Linked DNA regions of Mus musculus: region 2 is linked to region 1. Evidence: chromatin contacts called from public promoter capture Hi-C data. All regions are on one chromosome and are shown on one strand. The core of a region is the stretch at or near the end of the contact, and the rest is flanking DNA. Distances in the headings are between cores, read along the strand shown.

Region 1 (3,743 bases), core at 1,205-3,704:
ACCATTATAGAGGAAGCCGCAAAAGGAATTTGCTGCCTCTAGACTATACTATACACCCTGCTCAACACTCTCATTGCCAAAGTTTCTACCTACAAACCCTTGCCTCTTGGTTTTGTTGCAGAGAATTGCTTTGTAAAGTATACCAAACTCCTTTCAAAGTTATTTTGACTTGTAAATGTTAACCTCAGTTTTGGGTGAAAATACAGAAGTCATTATCTAAGGAACAATATAAATACAGTACCCTAAATATTTTTATTATAGAAAGATACCAGTAAAATCTGGCTTCAGAATTTGTACATCTCTTCATAAGATCTGATTATGGCTATCTTGATAGCCTAACAAGTGAAAATAAAAGATCCTAGAATCCATATTATATAGCCCCTACACTTACTTCAAAGTCTGGTCAGGAAATTCTGGTTAACCTTCTTGGTTTCTCCTTTAAGAAAGAGTAGGTATTAGAAATTCTCATGTTTAGAAGATAGCAATTGGGAGCCTAAATCTATGTGTTGAAGGCATACTCAATACTCAAACCAGCAATTTGTTAATAATCTAATTGGTCATGTTTGTTTGTTTTGTAATCACAGCAGGGTGTGGTGATGCCTGCCTTTGAATCCAGCACCTGAGAGATAAAATGGGTGGATCTCGGTGAGTGCAGCCAGCCTGATCTATATAGCGAAACCCTGTTACAAAAAAAAAAAAAAAACCAATAAATTCACAAATATAATCTAACAAAAGACAGTAATTGCCATTCTTCCTATCTTTTCTGCCCAATCATCTGGTGGATGAAATTGAATACTTTGTTAGAGAAAAATGAAGTGTTAAAACGTAGAGCAGTCTATGAGATCAAGAGAAGCACAGAAAACAATCGCATGTGTGTAAACAACTTGTAAAAGCTGTTGGAAGTGAGAGAACTTAAGCCGGGTTTCCACAGAGCCGACTGAATCTGGTTAGGTGCAGGGAAGGAGGGGCTGGCGAGATGGCTCAGCGGGTAAGAGCACTGACTGTTCTTCCGAAGGTCCTGAGTTCAAATCCCAGCAACCACACGGTGGCTCACAACCATCCGTAATGAGATCTGATGCCCTCTTCTGGAGTGTCTGAAGATAGCTACAGGGTACTTACATATAATAAATAAATAAATCTTTAATATAAAAAAAAGGAGCAGGGAAGGGAGACATCTAGGTGGGGTAAGATGTGCAAATGCGCACACTCATGTAGAAATGTGCACCAATGGTTTGTACTGAGACAGAAATGAAGGACCCGAGCAGAATAAGCAATAAATTTGTTGGCTGAAACAAGTAAAAGGGGTAGATTCTACTGGAAGGCTTGGAAACAAGGTGCTGGAGGAAGACTAGATCTATTAATAGGCAAGTGAATTAAGGTAATAGCCTATTGTAATTAGCTACTAGGGACCCCGAGCACGGTGGATTGCAAACAGAAGAGGTAGGAAAATAGCTTAGGAGAGTGGGAAGCAGGCAAAAAAAAAAAAAAAGAATGCTAATTGACAATGAGGTTAAACTGTTGAGACATTGACAAAAGACACTTCATGATATAAATGAAGAGGAGGAAAGAGTTAATTTCTAGTCTAGGCATCTCTATGGTTTGGGCAAGGACACACTGGTAGAAAACTATAAATGTCCCTGCTACTACCTTGTCTGAGAAACAAAATTCATGTTGATAATAGCTGTGATCCCAATCAAGTAACTGAACTGCATTTTAATAGATGCCTTCAATGCCTGAACCTCACGAGTGACAGGGGGATAGGAAGTGATGGGGAGCATCTTTCAACAGCATCCCTCACACTTATACAATGGAGGGGGTTGCTTACTCCGCTTACAATCACTGCCGCCGTTGCAAACTTCACCCTTAGAAAAATTAGGATTATTCCGGGAAAGATACCCATTCACCCTCTGGGTGCAGGATCTTGCCAGTTCCTCGGCTGTCAGAGCGAGTTCGTAGAGAGAAGGGAGGCGCCTGAAGGAGGCGGCCTCCCGGGGGGTCGAGGAAGCAGAGCTCAATCGAAGAAGTAAAGCCACCGATGCCAGAAGAGTGAAAGACAGGGAAGGGACTCAGCTGAGGGGAGAGAGAGAGATCAAAGGACCGTTAAGCCCCTCCCAGGCCGGGAACCAAGCCAACCCGGCCCCGCGCGGCCTGGCGCGGCCCAGCCCCGCTCCCCAACCTGGAAGTCCAGGAGCATCCCCCTCACCTGCTCAAGCTCAGCAGACGACTGGGAAGCGGAGGCTACCACAGTAGGAAACGCCACCGCAGCGCCAACCCGGAAGCATTGAAACCGACGGAAGTAACCAAGGCGTCGCCTCGGCAACAGTGGCGCAGCCATCCTAAACTCCGCCCACTCCTAGCCTGGAAAAAGCAAGGCGCGAATGAAAGGAAACCATTAAATTCAAAAGGCCAGAGTCCAGAATCCTGTGCAAAAAGGTCGGCAGCTAGCCACCCGCCTTCCTGCAGGCTTCGGGAGAGAGAGCTAAGGCGTGGGAGTGTAGTAGCTTGTGCAGCTTAGGTGCTCACCAGTGAGAGCAGAGGAGGCGCCTTGTCACCCGCCCACGCTGCATTTACCAGCCAGAGCAGAGGCTCTGCTTTGCCTTTTTAAAAAAATGAGAGAAGGTGGGTGGGGCGTCACGTGGAGGGAGGTGGAGTAAAAGGATTTAAGATACGAGTGGGAGAAGAAGCTCTTTTGTCTTTTTCTGGAACCCTTTTTTAGTGGGTTGCCTCATTAAGCCTTGGTATGAAGGTTTGTGCCTAGTCCTATTGTATCTTGATATGCCATGTTTGGTTGATATCCCTGGGAGGCTGGCTCTTTTCCGAAGGGAAACAGAGAAAGGAATGGATCCGGGAGAGGGGACTGAGAGGAGGATGGGAAAACTGGTTAGGATGTTAATATATGAGAGAAGACGAAGTAAATATTTTTCTAAGTGAGAGATTTTTAAGATGCAACTGAGGACTAGAAGCTGAGCAGAATTTAGAGACTGAACCTACGGTCAGAAAGGGAAATAAAAATGGGGGAAGCAAATAACCCTTATCTGGTGAATGTCAGACAGCAGTCGCTGAAAAATTATGAACATGCCTTGTTCTCAAAGCCCAGAGACAAACTTGGGAACAAGTTGGAAACAGAAAGGGCACCATGAAAAGTTAAAACAAATGAATCTGGAGAAAATAATGGAAAGAGTGTAGCTCTTAATCCGCACCTCACGATCAGCTAAGTCAAGTTTAAACGCCAGCTTCGGATCCCAGTTCTCAGGGCCATTAGAGGAGAACTAGACACTTCTGGGGGAATCCATTAGCTATATTAAGGCTACACCCATTACTTTTAACGTGTCACAGTTTCCACAATCACATGAGAGTTAATAAAAGTGTTTGTTGTTTACATAAGTATAAATAGGTGACTTCAAGGCCTATGGTCCTAAGAGATTATTTGTTGAATGGATGAATTTTTAAATTCATTTATTCCAAAAGAATCTTCCACATCTCATTCACATTTTTTCACTTAAATTCTTACAGCAGCACACATTATAATAGATAGCGTTGGTTCTGTGATGGCAAGAGCTTTTTTTTTTTTTTTGCTTGCTATTTCCTTATAAAGTATAAAGTTGATATACTTATTTTCCCGTCCTAACAACTAAGAAAAATAAGGTCATAAAAGTTAAGCAGAGTTTTGTCATAACTGGCAGAATTCAGATTTCACCTTGAGACTGACTTCAGAGCCCAAGCTCTCTGTTAATGTCAGAAAT
Region 2 (3,567 bases), core at 601-3,100, 660 kb before region 1:
AGTCATATGTATCTAGAAGTTTATCCACTTATTTTAGATTTTTCTTTTTAGTGGAACACGAATTTGTAATGTCCTCATGATTCCCTGAATTTCCTCACTATCTGTTGTAATTTCTCCCCTTTCATCTCTAATTTTATTAATTTGTATCATCTTTCTCTTTCTTTTAATTAATTTACAATCCCTTAATGTTTGTTTGCTTTGAAACACAGTCTCACTATGTATCTTTGGCTGGCTTGGAACTCATTATGAAAAGCAGTCAAACTTTGAATTCATAGAGGCTTGCCTGCTTCTACATCCTTAGTACTGAGAAAGATGTGGACCACCACACCTGGCTCTCTGTTTTCTTTTGCTTTTAATGTAGGCACTTAGTGCTATAAAACTTCCCCTTAGCCTAGCCTTTATCATGTGCTATTTGTTTTGATGTGTTGTTTTCCTTTTCCATCAATTCTAAGAATTAAAAATTTGTCTCCTTGAGTTTTTTGACCAAATTATCATCCAGTAGTGTGTTTTGCTTTTTTGAGTTTGTGTATTTCTTATAGTTTCTATTGCTGTTAATATCTACCCTTATTCTACTGTGATTCAATAAAATGTAGGATATTATTTCAAATTTTCTTTTCTTTGTTTGTTCAGTCTTGATTTGTGTCCTAACATGTTAATTTTGTAGAAGTTTCCATGGGCTGATGAGAAGAATATGTACTCTTTAGTGTCTGAGTGTAATTTCTGTAGATGTCTGTTCAGTCTATTTGATTTTTGATGTTGTGTAAACTCTAGAAATTCTCTGTTTAGTTTTCGTCCTGCTTTTTGGTGGGAGTGGGGTTTTAAGGTCACCTACTTTAAATGTGTTTGCATTAGTATGTGTTTTTAGATCTAATGTGTCTTTTATGAAGTTGGGTCTACTGGTGTTTATCCACCCATTTATTTACTGGTCTCTTGTTACATAGTTTTACTTAAAAGATGTTTTCTTGAAGATATGTAAGATATTTTTCTAGTTGTATTGTGCATCTGTTATGAGCTATAGCATTATACTAGTATATGGCAAAGCCATCAATCTTCAATACAAGAATACAGCTTAACTGCCTATCTATTTAGTAGATTTCTTTTGGTATCTCCACATCACATTTACATATTTAATTATGACAAGTCCTAAAGGAAAATATAATTCCCAATTAGAAGTACCTAGTTTTCTAATGACTCTAACAAAAGGCAAACTTTTACAAGGTATATTTTTAATTAAAAATTTAATCTTAACAAAACGGAAATGTATATGTTCATAGCACATGTGTTTAATTATGCATTTGAAGAGGCTTAGGCAGTAGGATTCTTAATTCAAAGCCAGTTCTAGGCTAGATAGCAGCATTCTTCCTTAAACAAAAAAATCAACCATACTCAGACTTCAAATGAAAATGTCAAATTATAATGCAATGCAAACATTCTTTCTCAAAACATAAATACTTTTCTAGTATTCAAAAGAATCTCGAACATTTATCTGTCTCTACAAGCTCTCTATACCTAAGCTTGAGGGTCCTTGCACACTAAACTACAATACCCATAACACTGTCCTGTATTTCAACTCAGGGTTTTCAGGAAGCTTGGTGTGAGAGGAATTGTGGGTATCTAGAAGAAAGCATTTTGACTTCATCTCCCAGAATCCTCTAGCATCCCTTGATACCTAAGCAAATATTGGATACTTCTGAGGAATAACAGTTTCCTGTGACCTCAAACTACATTTCCCATGAAGACACATGCTCGGGCCTCGCGGTTCTCTGATGCCCTAGCCAATGGGAGAGGCTTCAATAGTCACCTGGTAGGTTAGAGTCCAGCTATTGGGCCCCATTGCCTGGCCTAGGCCATCTAGTAGAAGGTGCACGGTTGGGAAGACAGTTGTGGGGCACACCCCACCCTGAGGGCACTCCGGGTCCAGGAACTTCCGAGCGGGTCCGATTTTCCGCGGCTGTTTAAGGAGTAGCGCTTCGGTAGCCGGGGAGCTGGAGGTCAGCGAGGCAGAAAGCCCGAGTGGCAGTGGCCGGGGACTGTGGGACCGAGGGGGTCTAGGGAGGAGGGTGCTTCCGGGGCCGCAATCTTTGGCGCCTAACTCCGCCCAGCCCGCTTCTTCATGGGTGGTGGGTGCCTTGACTGGAGTTGGGGGGCAGGCACCAGTTGCCTTAGCATCCAAAGCACAAGCACGTCCCCCCTCCTCCCAACTCTTCTCTTATTTCCTACCTCCACCCGCCCCTCTCCCCACCACCCAGCGCAGGCTCCTTCTTAGGATGAGAGAGCCTCCAAAAAGTGGCATCTGGATTCCCCTTCAGGCAGGAGTTGGGTGCTCTGTTCCCGCCTTTAATTTGTTGCTCAGCTCTGAGCACCTACCACTGCAAGTACACACACAAACCCCACTCGACCCCACCCTGCACCCCCGTTTCCTCTAGGCGAGTGGAAATTCCTTGCTAAACCCAGGGCTTGATTTTCTGTCAATTTCCATTTCTGCTTCCTGATAATGAGGTGTTCTCTCTCTCTCTTTCTCTCTCTCAATCTCTTTCTCTTGGCTCATCTCTTTTTACTGGCCTTTTTCAACTAGTCATTGGAGTGGAAAAGGTGTCCTTCAATTTCCAGAAGGGATAGGAAGCAGAAAAAAAAAGAATCTTACTTTTGAGAAATACACAATTAAGGTTCAGTACAGTGTTCTAGTGAGGGTAGAGGGCAAATTGGACCATTTAAAAACCTGGAGCATATTAAGGGCTTCCAGCAAAATCTGATTAACACCAATAGATAGAATTGAGAGGCTGCTTTGTAAAAGTTCTAGCCTAACTCAGAGCTTCCTGACGTCTTGAAACTTACTCTTTCCTTAGAACAATCCTAGTATGCTTTGTGGAAGAGGTTGCCTTTCATTTGGGCTCCAGTGGTTTAAAAGAGATTCAAAAGGAGCATAAGAGGAAGAAAATGCTTCTTGATGATGCAGGACTTGGCGAATAAGAAGTGGGGGATGGAAAAGGAAGGAGTGTATGACAGAGGCACACATGGTTCTAGAAGAGGTATCAGCAGGGATATATTGGGAGATAATACTAGGATAATATTGGGAGATCATAGTGACATGACAGGTAGAAGAATATGCAAAGTTTGAATTTATTCTGTATTGAATAAAATTAAAGACAAAAAAATTAAGACTGGGTGATTTTCCTTTTCATCCTAGGGGAACCTGATTTGAGATCAATTCTTGGAGAACACAAAGAAGTGTGGTGGTATGTTCCAGGTGTGAGTTTAAATATAAGGAGAAACTTTTGTCTTGTAGATGTTTTATTTGTGGCTAATCTTCGCCACAACCTGTATCTGTCAATTAGAAAGCAAAGTGCCATAAACATAATAAGAAATGAGTTTGCTGTCCTTGTGTAGCAGAATACCTGAATTGTAACCATCTGATTAGAAGACAGTATTGACTCCTATTTATTGAGCCCACATAATGTCCAAGAATCATAAGCACTTAGTGACACTGTCTGAGAGTCTTATATGTACTATTATTTCCACTATTTCTCTAGAAGAAGAAACTAAACTGGGTATTTTAAGCAAATATCT

The links. Promoter capture Hi-C pulls out the DNA fragments that hold promoters and counts their contacts.
Region 2: a promoter capture Hi-C map of embryonic stem cells shows a contact between it and region 1, with 6 times the contacts expected there. The contact joins the promoter of Enox2 here to the promoter of Slc25a14 in region 1. A contact is called at or near these places in 8 of 39 promoter capture datasets (the C10 cell line, cranial neural crest, embryonic stem cells and 5 more), 1 of 484 Hi-C or Micro-C datasets (CD4 T cells) and 5 of 115 datasets of contacts at active chromatin or transcription factors (the 230-238 cell line, astrocytes, embryonic stem cells and 1 more).

What each region holds. Positions count from the first base shown.
Region 1 is chrX:48,622,289-48,626,031 of GRCm38.p6, reverse strand. Slc25a14 (solute carrier family 25 (mitochondrial carrier, brain), member 14) reads right to left here and starts at 2,454. Exons shown (of 11, transcript NM_001166450.3): 1 at 2,204-2,454; 2 at 1,826-2,070. The coding sequence starts at 1,900.
Region 2 is chrX:49,286,525-49,290,091 of GRCm38.p6, reverse strand. It overlaps Enox2 (ecto-NOX disulfide-thiol exchanger 2), which reads left to right and starts at 1,850. Exons shown (of 16, transcript NM_001271447.1): 1 at 1,850-1,991; 2 at 3,188-3,247. Gm39513 (a long non-coding RNA gene) reads right to left here and starts at 3,176. Exons shown (of 2, transcript XR_882305.2): 1 at 1,802-3,176.